Regions from separate parts of the Anser cygnoides genome. Here region 2 is linked to region 1. A link is a contact called in public Hi-C data. All regions are on one chromosome and are shown on one strand. The core of a region is the stretch at or near the end of the contact, and the rest is flanking DNA. Distances in the headings are between cores, read along the strand shown. Region 1 overlaps SOX6 (SRY-box transcription factor 6). Region 2 holds the start of KCNJ11 (potassium inwardly rectifying channel subfamily J member 11).

Evidence for each region. Hi-C and Micro-C count contacts between places; a contact is called where the count stands out from the background.
Region 2: a Hi-C map of liver shows a contact between it and region 1, with 5 times the contacts expected there. The contact joins the promoter of KCNJ11 here to the enhancer-like site in region 1. A contact is called at or near these places in 2 of 7 Hi-C or Micro-C datasets (both in liver).

Annotation. Positions count from the first base shown.
Region 1 is chr5:5,037,842-5,044,051 of Taihu_goose_T2T_genome, reverse strand. It overlaps SOX6 (SRY-box transcription factor 6), which reads left to right. Exons shown (of 19, transcript XM_066997638.1): 19 at 1-5,689. Among named protein-coding and RNA genes, the nearest start is that of SOX6, 410 kb to the left of the region's middle. Within about 2 kb of position 3,876, at least 2 of the 3 cell types and tissues checked have open chromatin away from gene starts, as enhancers often do. A contact at or near this core is called in liver, where this site is marked.
Region 2 is chr5:5,775,202-5,781,039 of Taihu_goose_T2T_genome, reverse strand. It overlaps KCNJ11 (potassium inwardly rectifying channel subfamily J member 11), which reads left to right and starts at 3,095. Exons shown (of 1, transcript XM_066997205.1): 1 at 3,095-5,111. The coding sequence starts at 3,221. The coding sequence ends at 4,423.

The DNA of each region.
Region 1 (6,210 bases), core at 2,627-5,126:
ATTCCAGAATGTCAAGGGTCCAAATACTTAATATTTATTTTTAAAAGTACTGTTGGTGGCATTACACTTAAAATTCCTTATTGATACTTTAAAGAGTGCTTTCTTTCTCTTCCCCTAAATTACACAGGTATATGAAAAAAAAAGTGCACCTGCTACTAAAATGAATATGACATTTATGAATGAGAAATTCAGTTGTTTCCATAACACTATATGTTCAAGGAGCACTTGTAAACACTCAGCCTTTTATAATGCAAAATAGAGTACTTATATATGTACATACAATACAAATACTCCTAAACTTTGTGTTTATGGTTATAAACCTCTATACTAAGATGCACAGCAAAGGCAGATGTAAAATCCAAATTGCACGTAGAGTCCACCATGATGAATTTTTAGGGCCTGTAGAATCCTGCAGTGAATCATGGCTCCATACCTCACGTTCCTATTGTCACCTGAAGGAACTATCTGCTACCTTAAGTATTTATGCAGTGATTTATATGTGAGACTCCTAGTGGGGGAGGTAATGCCACAAAAATATCTGGCTTGCAAAGGTGGGCATACGGTGCATCAAAAATATTTATTAAATATTAGTCATGTGGGAATGCGAGCCAGGTTTTGATGCATGTTTGTCAAGTGCTTTGGGATCTTTGGATGTAAGGTGCTACACAAACTAAATTTTTTAAAATTTGTATTACTACTGGAAACAATGCAATTGCTAGAGAAAATTCTGGGAAATATACAAGAGAGAGACTGAAAGACTGAGAGTTTGTTAATGTTCAGAAATGTCTAAAAAACTGCCTTTATTTTTTTCCCTTGCATTCTGCTCATGTTCATAAATACATCACTGTATGTAATATGCAGATCAAGTGGGCCTAGTGAATACATGTGCTGAAACTCCTCAACTCCCTCAGCTTTTAGTTTGAATTGGATATGTTCAGCAGGTCGATGATAAATTCAGACTCAGGCTGAGAGGTATGAGTGGGCCTAGAGCAGCTCTTCTCGAAATCTGTGGGAATCTTCCCACAGAGCCAAACGGGCTTTGTTTAAGGCCCAGACAATGAAGGAAGTATAATACTAATGCCGGTCATCTTCATGCTGTTGTACTATCTTGCAGAAGTTCATGTCAGGTGCAAGGACGAGATGCTGTATCAGGAGCTGTCAGTTTCTTCATAGCCCCAGTAATACCTCTTAGAGCAGAGCGAGCCATTGTTGCCCCTGCAGAGATCACATTTAGATGTGCGAAAACAACCCCCAAAACAAAGAAGATTGTTCAGTTTACAGAACAATTTATAAAGATAATGACATAGAAACACAATGGTCAGATTCTCTGACCATTTAGTAATTTGGAGCAATATGCTAGATTTTAAATATTTATTTAAACGTATTCTGAGTCCATGTCTAATAAGCAATAAACTGGTCTAGCCAAGACTTTAAAGGCATATGCTGTGTCGTTAGCTGGTGAGCGCCCTCTTTAAGCTGGCTAAGGTACTGATAGAAAGTGGTTTTTGTTCTAACAGTTGCTTGGTAATTTGAACTGTTTTTAATACATTCAGCTCAGATTGGGGGGAGGGTATCATTATTTCCTTAAAAAGAAAAAAAAAAAAAAAGACTATTTATTAATGTCTTACATAATTACATAATTAGAAGTATCTCTCCCTTCCCCCCATGTGACTTTTTCTCTCTTGCTCTCTCTTTTTTTTTTTTTTTTCTGGTTTTGTTGCATCGGTAGAATGCTGTATTGCTAGCATTGTATTTTATGTAATTATTTTTTTGCACAAAGGCAAACATTTAGATTAGTTGGTTAATTTTTTTAAATTTTATGACCATGCCAAAATAATATTCTGCAGGCTTGTGGAGAACAAAGGACTGTTCTTTAGGACTGAAACTTGATTTTGCTTGTAGTACAAAAAAACACACACTCACAGATGTTGTTTCGTAAGTGTTATAAGCACTGGATATAAATGGTATTTTTTATCACTTCTGACTAATGTGAAACTGTTGTACGAAAACTACATGAACAAAAGTCATCTGTTTCGACTCGTGTGGGCCTGCCTCACAGTTGCCGGATTTGAGTCATTTTTTATGTCTTGTTATTTCATTTATTTATGCAAAATACATGTATGTATGAACACTTTGTTTTAGCTCCAGCCCTGCCTCAGTGCTGATGCTCTCTATGTTAAAGCCACATTCTTGAAAATGACTGGCTGTTCAGGAATCGCCAGCTGGTAAAATTGCGTTTATTGGCTGGGGAAGAGGGAGGAACATATTTGAATTTGAATTGTGCATATGAGCATTTATTCTATTTATTAGCCGACATTGGCTCTAAAATGTCAGTAGAAATCAAGGAAGGACAATCATAAGGATAAAAAACACCATTTTTACTTTATTAATCGGAGCTCAAAACAAAGTTTTTGATGAAATTACCATCTCATTTTAGATTTTTTTTAAATTGTGTAAATATAACATAGGAAATAGAATTTTATTTTTTGTTCATGGATACTTAGTGAAGTATAAGTTATGTATTTACTTTTGTTCTATATCAGTGTATGTTGGTCCATATTAAATGCTGACAAGTCACTGTACCTCATGTAGATGCTGAATTTCCACCTGCAGTGTGAGCGCAGTATTGTGGACCTGTAGCTGGGACAGCAAGTTGCCTCACTTGTGCTCTCACTGTTTTTTGATAGCATATCCCACAAACACAGAATACTTTTTCCTTTCTTAGCAAGTTGATACATTAAACATGCCAAGTTTCTGATACAGCTGATAGGAAACAACAGTTAGTTTTCTGAATCCAAGTAAAACTGATGTAATATTTTAATTCTTAACAAGAATGGCGTTTGGAAGTCAAAAGCATATTCCTGGAAAGATTGTCATGACTAAGATGGTCCTTGCAATGCAATCAAGACTTAGTAATATCAAACCTTTATTTTCTACATTAATTAAATCATACTACTGTCATATTAGGCTATAAGACTAGGCAAAAAAGTTCCCACAAAATACAAAGAGGACATATGGAGTTCCTTTTTAACTGTTGTGTTTGAACCCCCCTTAATAACGCTGACTGAAAAAAATACCAATTCCATTCAGGTAATGCAAAAATATAGTAATACTATTTTCTCTGTGAACAAACAGTTTATTTAATTAACAGATACAATATATATTCTTTTTGGAAAATTAGCAAATACTTATTTTCAAGTGAAGAACACTCCTGAAACAGTCTGATACCTAGCTAGAATAGTTCACTTCATGCTTGATAAAAACAGGGCTCAGGTTTATGTGGAGAAATGACTCAGATGAAATGGCCCAGTTCTGGTCGGCACGTGTGCTTCGGCGTCACCATTTAGTTTGTGCAACTGTCTGCTGGGAATACACGGGATCACAAAGTGCTCCTAAATCAGTGTACTCAGGTGCAGCGTGAGGCAGGGGGAGGGCAGAAACGGGATTGCTCCAGGTTGGGAACGCAAAGCAAACAACGGCATTGCAAAGTGTACAGCAGTCAGCTGAGGACAGTTACTGCTCCGAGTGTAAACACAACCACCTCCCAGTGCCATCTGAACCATGGTCCTCTCGCGGGGTTGGCTTTCCGGATTCAGTTTTTGGTCATATCAATGATGTGGCATTTCAAAAATCATTTCCTAGCAAAACATACTACAGGATTAACACTCCCACCCTCCCCCAGCAAAACACTTACCTACCTGATCACTTTTAAGCACGTTAGTACTTCTGTGATGGTCATGAGGACCAGTAAAGTGTTGGTGTTCAGCGGGGTAATCTATGCTGAACTGGTCCACAGTGCGAACAACTGCGCTGGAGATGCGGCCAGCAGAATGTATGATAGAGTTCTTCATGTTTTTATGAGACGTTGATGAATGGGCTTGGACCCTCTGAGTTTTGCATGCTTTTTTAAGATTCAAGTTGGCACTTAAGCATGTTCTTTTAAAAGAATAATGTTATACGACCTCATCTGATCTTTTACAAAACACTTAACTTTTTTGCTTTAAAAAACAACTTCCCCCAAAACAATTTTTAAATAACCCATTAATATATGTGATTTTTCTCAAATCAAACTACATTTTTGATATACTGTAATGTACTACTACAGAAGGAAAAAAATATATATATGTTTATGCAAATATATTTCATTTTAATCCATCGCCCTTTTTTAAGTACCAGATTTGTTGGAAATGGTGACAAAGAAGTATTCTGAGATTTCACACGCTGGGTAAAAAGGGGGTGGGGTGGGGTGAACCAGGCTAAAGGAAAACTTATCAAATTGGTATTTATGGCAATATGAAAGCTATAAAGCAACTTAGTGACATGGCTTGCTTTGTAATTTCCGCTTTCTAAAAACCACAAGTGAGGTCCTTGGTGCTCTTGGAGTATGGGGAATGTGCAAATATTTAACTGTTTGTATGCTGCACATTGCAGACCTGCTAGTGTGCATTCTCCGTTTGTCTTCCTTTGTCATTTGTTTTTTGCTTTCTAGAAAGCAACGTTTTTTTTCTTGTACCCTTCTTCAGCTTGTAGCAAACTAGAATGCTTAGCATTTATGTTCATTCATTATTGTATTTCCCATGTACAAATTTTTTTATTACATTAAGACAAGCTTATAAGCTGTTACTACATAACTTATCTTACTGTAACTCTTATTTCCTGACATTGTAATTTGTTTGTGATGTATATTGTGAGATTGTACTCTATGTTAATTTAATCAGCACAATTCACTGACATGCTGGACTGACATGCTAGCTGCTGTTTCAAATTGTAAAGTTTGTGTAGAGCTGATGGGACAACTGAGACTCTCTTGTCAAGGTACTATGCTTTGATTCCTATAGCAACACGGTGGGTGCAGCTCTTGATGGCGAGGGCTGCTTATTGGGCACCCACTGGCTAATTTAACAGGCAGGTTTTCTTTGTAGAAATTCTATATACAATGCAGGTACCTACCTGGGCCCATGGCTGGTGATTATTTGGGCGTGTAGAGGAAAAACTAGTGTCTATTGCTGCTTTGAATATGTTTTAAAGTCTGAAAATGTAAATAGTTTATCAAAAAAATCTTGTACAGTCCAGTGTAAAGTTTTTAAATGAACTTAAAAGGTTGCCATCACATCTCACACTCTCCTCTTGATACAGGAAGAAAAAAAAATGAGAAAGAAAAAAGTTTGCTAAGGATATTGAGTAAAAAAAAAATCTGTTCTCAGCAACAACAAAAAAGAGAATAGTTATTCTTAGCTCTGCTTCATTGCATAAACAGACTTCTTGAATTTTGTTGTGCAGTATTGACGTGAGGTAAATTAAATATTAAATAATCATTCAGTGGTACTTTTAAAAGTCTTCTCCTCCTCTGCCTCAGTTATTAATGGAAAAGACAAAATTGAAAGACACTGTCCATATACAGTATGTTCTGGTGTACGTTGGCACCTTACCTACATGTTTCGGGTGGGGGGGATTTTTTTTTTTTTTTTTTTTTGCACAAGGTGCTTTCCTGATATGTTAAACATGTCATCTTTGGGTGATTCAGTATATGCCATGACAGGGGTTTAGACCCCTCAGGGGAGTGTCTATAAGACTGCCTATTTATGCTCATTTACCTCAAGACTGTCCTCTCTACCCTTAATCTATTCACCATCACTCCATCTTTTGTACTGCTGTTGACACTTACAAATTAAAGATAAATTTTGTTTTATGAGATGTGTGTGTGACTTCTTCTATGCATCCTTTATTATTCCCTTGAAGTTCGCATTAAAGATTGACTGTGAGGAGCTGATGGAAAATGCAACTAGGTCCATTCAGCTGGCCTCCTTTAAATTCAGCAACTGAAATCTTCCAGCTCTTAAGGTCTTCCCCATGCCTTTATATTCTACAAAGGCATTTATCAGCCTCTGACATCCATTAACACCATATGCTGCAAAAGACATGCATGATAACCAACTTAATTTGATAATATTCACTGGGCACCACTGGTTTTGTAAGCAGAAAGTGCTGTTGGTAGCAACATAATCTCAGTAGAATTTTTATTGAGTTCTACTGTTCTCGTGTTCCTTCTTTCTTTCCCTTCCCTTTTTCCCCCGCGTATAACATTAAACAAACTAACCAAACTTGACAACAAAAAACCCTGTAGTTGCCATATTGCCATGTCTGTAAACTGCTACCATTTGTGTATTATGATTGGCTTTTGACATTGTAATTAGTCATGGTTCTCAAAGA
Region 2 (5,838 bases), core at 1,846-4,345, 740 kb before region 1:
ATGGGGCTTGGCTCAGTCCCAAAGATGTTGGCAGGATAGGCTGCCCCTGGCAATGCAACCAGGGCTTTTTCCACCCTGCTGCCTTCCATAAAGACTTCCACTCCACAAACATCTTTTTGTCTTTATCCCCTTGTCTCACCACAGCCACTTCATCCTGTTGCACTCATTTCTAAGGGAATGCTGTTTTCTTGGAAGGCCAAGAAGCACAGCGTGCCTGCCACATTAGCCCTCTTCCATCTCTGCTCATGCCTTCCTCTGCGATTTTGAATGGCCAGCTCTGATCTCTGCTCTGTTTCCCTGCTCATACAGCGAGGGCATTTGTGAGGCTTAGTTCAGGTTAGGCTAGCACCACATAACCCTTGAAACAAAGGTCTATTTCCACAGGTGCCAAATCAATTTTAAGTTAATAGTTATAGTAATATCTTATTGGTAGTCATTAAATTAGGAAAAAGCAGAAGAAAATGTTTTGAAATGTAAAAACTATTTCATGGATGAAAACAATGTACCCTGCATGATTCCACACTACAGCCTTCAAGTGTGGGTTTGTTCCTGTGAGCCCAATTTGTTCAGCAGCTCTTAACACAAATATGTTGGCTCACACCAAAGATCTGTCACTTTTCTCCTTTAAGTATCTGTCACTTGATCCACAAAGACAGGGCTTCTTTTCGTTCTGCTCTAGAAATTCTTCAGCAGAAGCCACTTGCCTTCCTGTCCTAACTAAACCAACAAGTGCTGGATAGGAAACAGTGAAGGAAAAGAAGGTAAGTGGAAGATGACAGTCCCAATAAAGAACAGAAGGGGAAACAAGGGAACACCCTTCTAGCACTATAGAGTTCAGGATTCCTTAAACCAACAGGGTAAACATGTTCATGCAGCACTCCTTGCTGCAGTAGGCTGCACGGGTCATTCCTAGCACCAGCCTAGGAAGCAATTCACCTTTCTGATACATGGGCTTTAAAACACACTGCCACCTTGATGCATTTTTTTCATTCTACACTCATGTAGTTGCCGCCCTCTGGAGGAAGAGGTACAGAATAAGACAACGCTGAGAGAAAAGCAAGAAAAAAAGTGCAGCAAAGGCATGTCTGTTTCCATCTCTGTAAAAGAGTGACATGCTACCAGTACGTACTACTACTACATGATGGTGCAGAGCCTCTTTATGATCACTTCAGAAGTGCTGGAAATAACTGTGAGCTGCCCTCGGAGAATCGCACTTTTCAGAAGTAATGTTTCAGATTGCTTTTTTTTTTTTCAAATGTTTAGGAAAAAAGTACAAAAGATCATTTTTAAAGTTAAATTGTATATACAAACCATGTACTTGGAGCATTTAAATTTTAGCCTTTTGTTTTGTTTGGTGCAGGTGGCATATTCACAGCAAGAACACACAAAGTGTCTAGCAGAGAAAACAATACAGAGAAGAAGTATCTTTGGCCAAGTTCAGCAGCCTGGCAGCCAGGTTCCAGGACACCTTGTTGTCATTTCAGTATTATTTATCAAAGCAGCTAGAAAGGTGACCCAGAACAAGAGAAAAAGTGGAGTATTGGGAAATCAATCCTGTCAGAAAGAACATTAGCGTCCAAGGACATGCAACTAGTCATAGTAGAATAGCAGTAGTAGAAATAGCCTCAAATAACAGTAAGCAATTAATTACAAGTCCTATAATGCTTGCTTAGAGACCTCAAAATGATTATTTAGAAAATACTAATTCTGATATCCCTTAGTAGGCTACAGTTAGCAGCTGTTGGTGGTGAAAGTTAATTCCAACCTCCTCACCTGGCTGGCTCCCAGCCAGCAGCTGGGCAATTGCATTGCCCCCGCAATCAATAACTGCTTACCGTGTACACCAGAGCACTTAAGAGCCAAAACTGAAGGGAAAGTCCACCAACACACGCAATTAGAAAAACACAGTATTAAATCCACTAGCACTTAAGAAAAAAACCCTTATCCAGAATATGCTAGGATGCTTTAGCAAACCTACAACTTTGGTGTCTAGACTGAAATAGAAAGAAAATACTTAATCAGAGTAAGTAAACACGATGGAGAATATTGCTATTTAATCAGCACGACAAAAATGTCAGAGTGTTTTTAAATAACCCATCTTGTCCCAAAGACATGCCCTTATCTGTACACATATATATGTATTTATACGCACACCAGCACCATACCATTACACGCAAGTTCTTGTGTCCTGCCTCTTTTTGTTCTGCCTTCTGGCAATTTTGGTGTCTTTGTCACCACGGGTTAACGATTTGCAGCCAGCTCACTCCTTTGCAACTTTTACCACTATTTAGGCAGTAGACATTTTCCTGAGATGTCAGCTGCCATTACAGCTCAAGTCATTTCACCAGATCCTTGGTTCAGAAAAAGCCTTCCTTAGTAAGGCTGAATAACGCTGGCAAATTTCATGAGAGTGAGTGGGAATGAGCCCTTTAATTCCAGATCTCTTTTTAACCATTACACCCTCGGCCTTGGCCTCTTCAAGCAAGTTTCTTCCCACTCCCTGCCTGAATTTCTCATTAGCTATAAGCTTACACCAAAATGCATAGGCAAATTGCAGGAATTCGAGACTTTTTTTTTTTTTCCTTCTGTTGAAGATTTCATTTTACAGAGAATCCCCCAAATCATTTTCCCCTCAGTTTCACCCAATTATCACCCGACCTGCAATCACGCCGGGTAGCCGGCGCTAATGGAAGCCAGCAACTGGCGGCGAGTCCGACCTCGAGCAAATATTGACAGAAACGGCTTCCAGAGGCCGGGGGGGACGCTCGCACCGCCCGCGCTCCCCTTTCCTGAGGTAAACCTGGGGTAAAAACGTAACGAGAAACGCCCCCGGCGCTCACCGGGGAGCCGTTTCCCCCCGGGACGACGATCGGGAGCGGCGCCCGTTACCCGCGGACCGTTACGCGGAGCTCCGCGCGCGCGCGCAGGGGGCGCCGCCTCAGCGCCTCGTCCCTCAGCGCCTCGTCCCTCAGCGCCCCGGGGCCGTTCCCGGCTCGCCGACCGCCACCCCCGAGGCCGCGACCGGCCGAGCCCGGCCCCGCACGCCGAGAACCTCGGCGTGTGGGGCCGGGCTCGGCCGGTCGCGGCCTCCGGGGCGCCGCCTGGCGGCCCCGTCCCTTCCCCGCTGCGGCGGCGCCGTGAGCCCGTTCGGCCCCCGCCCCCGGCGGCAGCGGGAGCGGGCATGGGGCGGCGCTGAGCGGCGGAGCGGCGGCGGGGAGCCATGCTGTCGAGGAAGGGGATCATCCCCGAGGAGTACGTGCTGACCCGGCTGGCGGAGGATGTGCCGGAGCACGCCCGGTACCGAGCCCGGGAGCGGCGGGCGCGCTTCGTGGGCAAGAACGGCGCCTGCAACGTGGCCCACAAGAACATCCGCGAGCAGGGCAGGTTCCTGCAGGACGTCTTCACCACGCTGGTGGACCTCAAGTGGCCCCACACGCTGCTCATCTTCACCATGTCCTTCCTCTGCAGCTGGCTGCTCTTTGGCATGGTCTGGTGGCTCATCGCCTTCGCCCACGGAGACCTGGACCACAGCACTCGGCTGCAGCGGGACCCGGCCAGGGCGGCGGAGGGGGTCCCGGACGGCTTTGTGCCCTGCGTGACCAGCATCCACTCCTTCACCTCCGCCTTCCTCTTCTCCATCGAGGTGCAGGTGACCATCGGCTTCGGGGGACGCATGGTGACGGAGGAGTGCCCGGCCGCCATCCTGGTGCTGATTGTGCAGAACATCGTGGGGCTGGTGATCAACGCCATTATGCTGGGCTGCATTTTCATGAAGACCTCGCAGGCCCACCGCCGTGCCGAGACCCTCATCTTCAGCAAGCACGCGGTCATCGCCCTGCGGGAGGGCAAGCTCTGCTTCATGCTGAGGGTGGGCGACCTCCGGAAGAGCATGATCATCAGCGCCACCATCCGCATGCAGGTGGTGAAGAAGACGGCCAGCCTGGAGGGGGAGGTGGTGCCCCTCAACCAGATCGACATCCAGATGGAGAACCCCGTGGGGGGCAACAGCATCTTCCTCGTCTCCCCACTCATCATCTACCACGTGATAGACAAGAACAGCCCCCTCTACGACATCTCCCCTGTGAACCTGCACCACCATGAGGATCTGGAGATCATCGTCATCTTGGAAGGGGTGGTGGAGACCACCGGCATCACCACTCAAGCCAGAACCTCCTACCTGGCAGATGAAATCCTCTGGGGCCAAAGATTCGTGCCCATAGTGGCAGAGGAAGATGGGCGATACTCTGTGGACTATTCTAAATTTGGCAACACAGTGAAAGTGCCCACCCCTTCATGCACTGCCAGGCAGCTGGAGGAGGACAGGAGCATCATGGACACCATGCCATTATCCCCGAAAGGCACCATAAGGAAGAGGTCTGTCAAGCTAAAGCCCAAGTTCACCATAACCGATGAGCCTTCCTGATGCCTTTTGACGGGGAAGCTCTGTTAGGGCTTTGTGTCTGAAAGATCTCATAAACTCAAAACACTGAGGTGGCCTCTGTTGCTTTTTTTAAAATTCAGGTTGGTAGAACAAGGTATGTTCTGGTGTTATTTATTGTGGGATAAATCTAAAGCTAATTATATTTTTTTAAAGGTGCAAGAGATTTCAAGCAGCACTGTATGAGTAGGAAAATCATGATCTGCAGCTTTAAATTTCAGTTCAGACTGTCGTATTTAGTTGCACGATCATTTTGTATTGATTAATCTGCAGGTAATTACATATTTTTCTCAAAAAATAAATGTATATTTATTCTCGGAGATTGCAGTACTTAGGGTCTTGCAGTGTATGTCCTAAAGTCGGTAGATTTTAACTGTATTTTTCTAACTTGAACAATCATATATAATATAGCAAAATAAAATAATTAATAAAGTCAGCTGAATTTAAATGATAACAAAAAGGTCAGGCAGTGCTATACATGACGTAAGACCAGATCTAGGACTGTTTATGCTATTACACTCTATGTCTTAAAGAAATTAACTGCTGGATTTGCTTCATCCATATTGTATTGTATGAAGCCACTCCTACTACATGCAATATGAAATGTATTTGAATATTTAATTTTGTTTATTTTAAAACCCTTTACACTTCCCAAATAAAACATTCAAGAATACCTTTTTGGACTGCATATTTCTGATAGTAAGCAATGAGTTGCCTTTAAAAAGAGCAGCAGAACTGAGATTAATTATAAATAGGAAAAAAATCTGTATTCTTATTGTCTGAAGGGAGAGGAGGAATGGCCCCTCCTTCCACACACTGAGCCACACAGCAATGGGATACCCAGTAAAAAAATTAATCTCTGCTTTAGGTCAGAGTGAATTCTGTTAGATAATCAGGAAATATAAATAGAATTAGATATTTTAGCTGAAAGGGCAGTGCTGTATGCTGGAATATATCTGCATTCAGTGGGCAAAACTGCTTAGTCCTTTCCCTTTTGTGAAAGAAGCAGAGGTTTTCTGCTTAGGGACAGGAGGGATGTGTAAGACAACGTGGTCACTTCAGGGATGTTGTGTCACAAAAAACTACTGCTGAGGAAATGGTTTCCTCATTTAACATCCTGACCTCTCTACACGGCTGGTGCCTGCCGTGGTTTTTAGTTGAATTCAAGAGCAGGTGATCACTGGCAAAGGTAAAGGAGCCATGTTCACCGTGTCAGTTCCACTAGGGCAATAGGAGCGATTGCCCTTAACAGACTCCAGCAAAAAATTTAGGTTGGGTATTAGGAACAACTTCTTTACCGAAAGGGTTGTTAGGCATTGGAATGGGCTGCCCAGGGAAGTGGTTGAGTCACCATCCCTGGAGGTCTTTAAAAGACGTTTAGATTTAGAGCTTGGTGATAT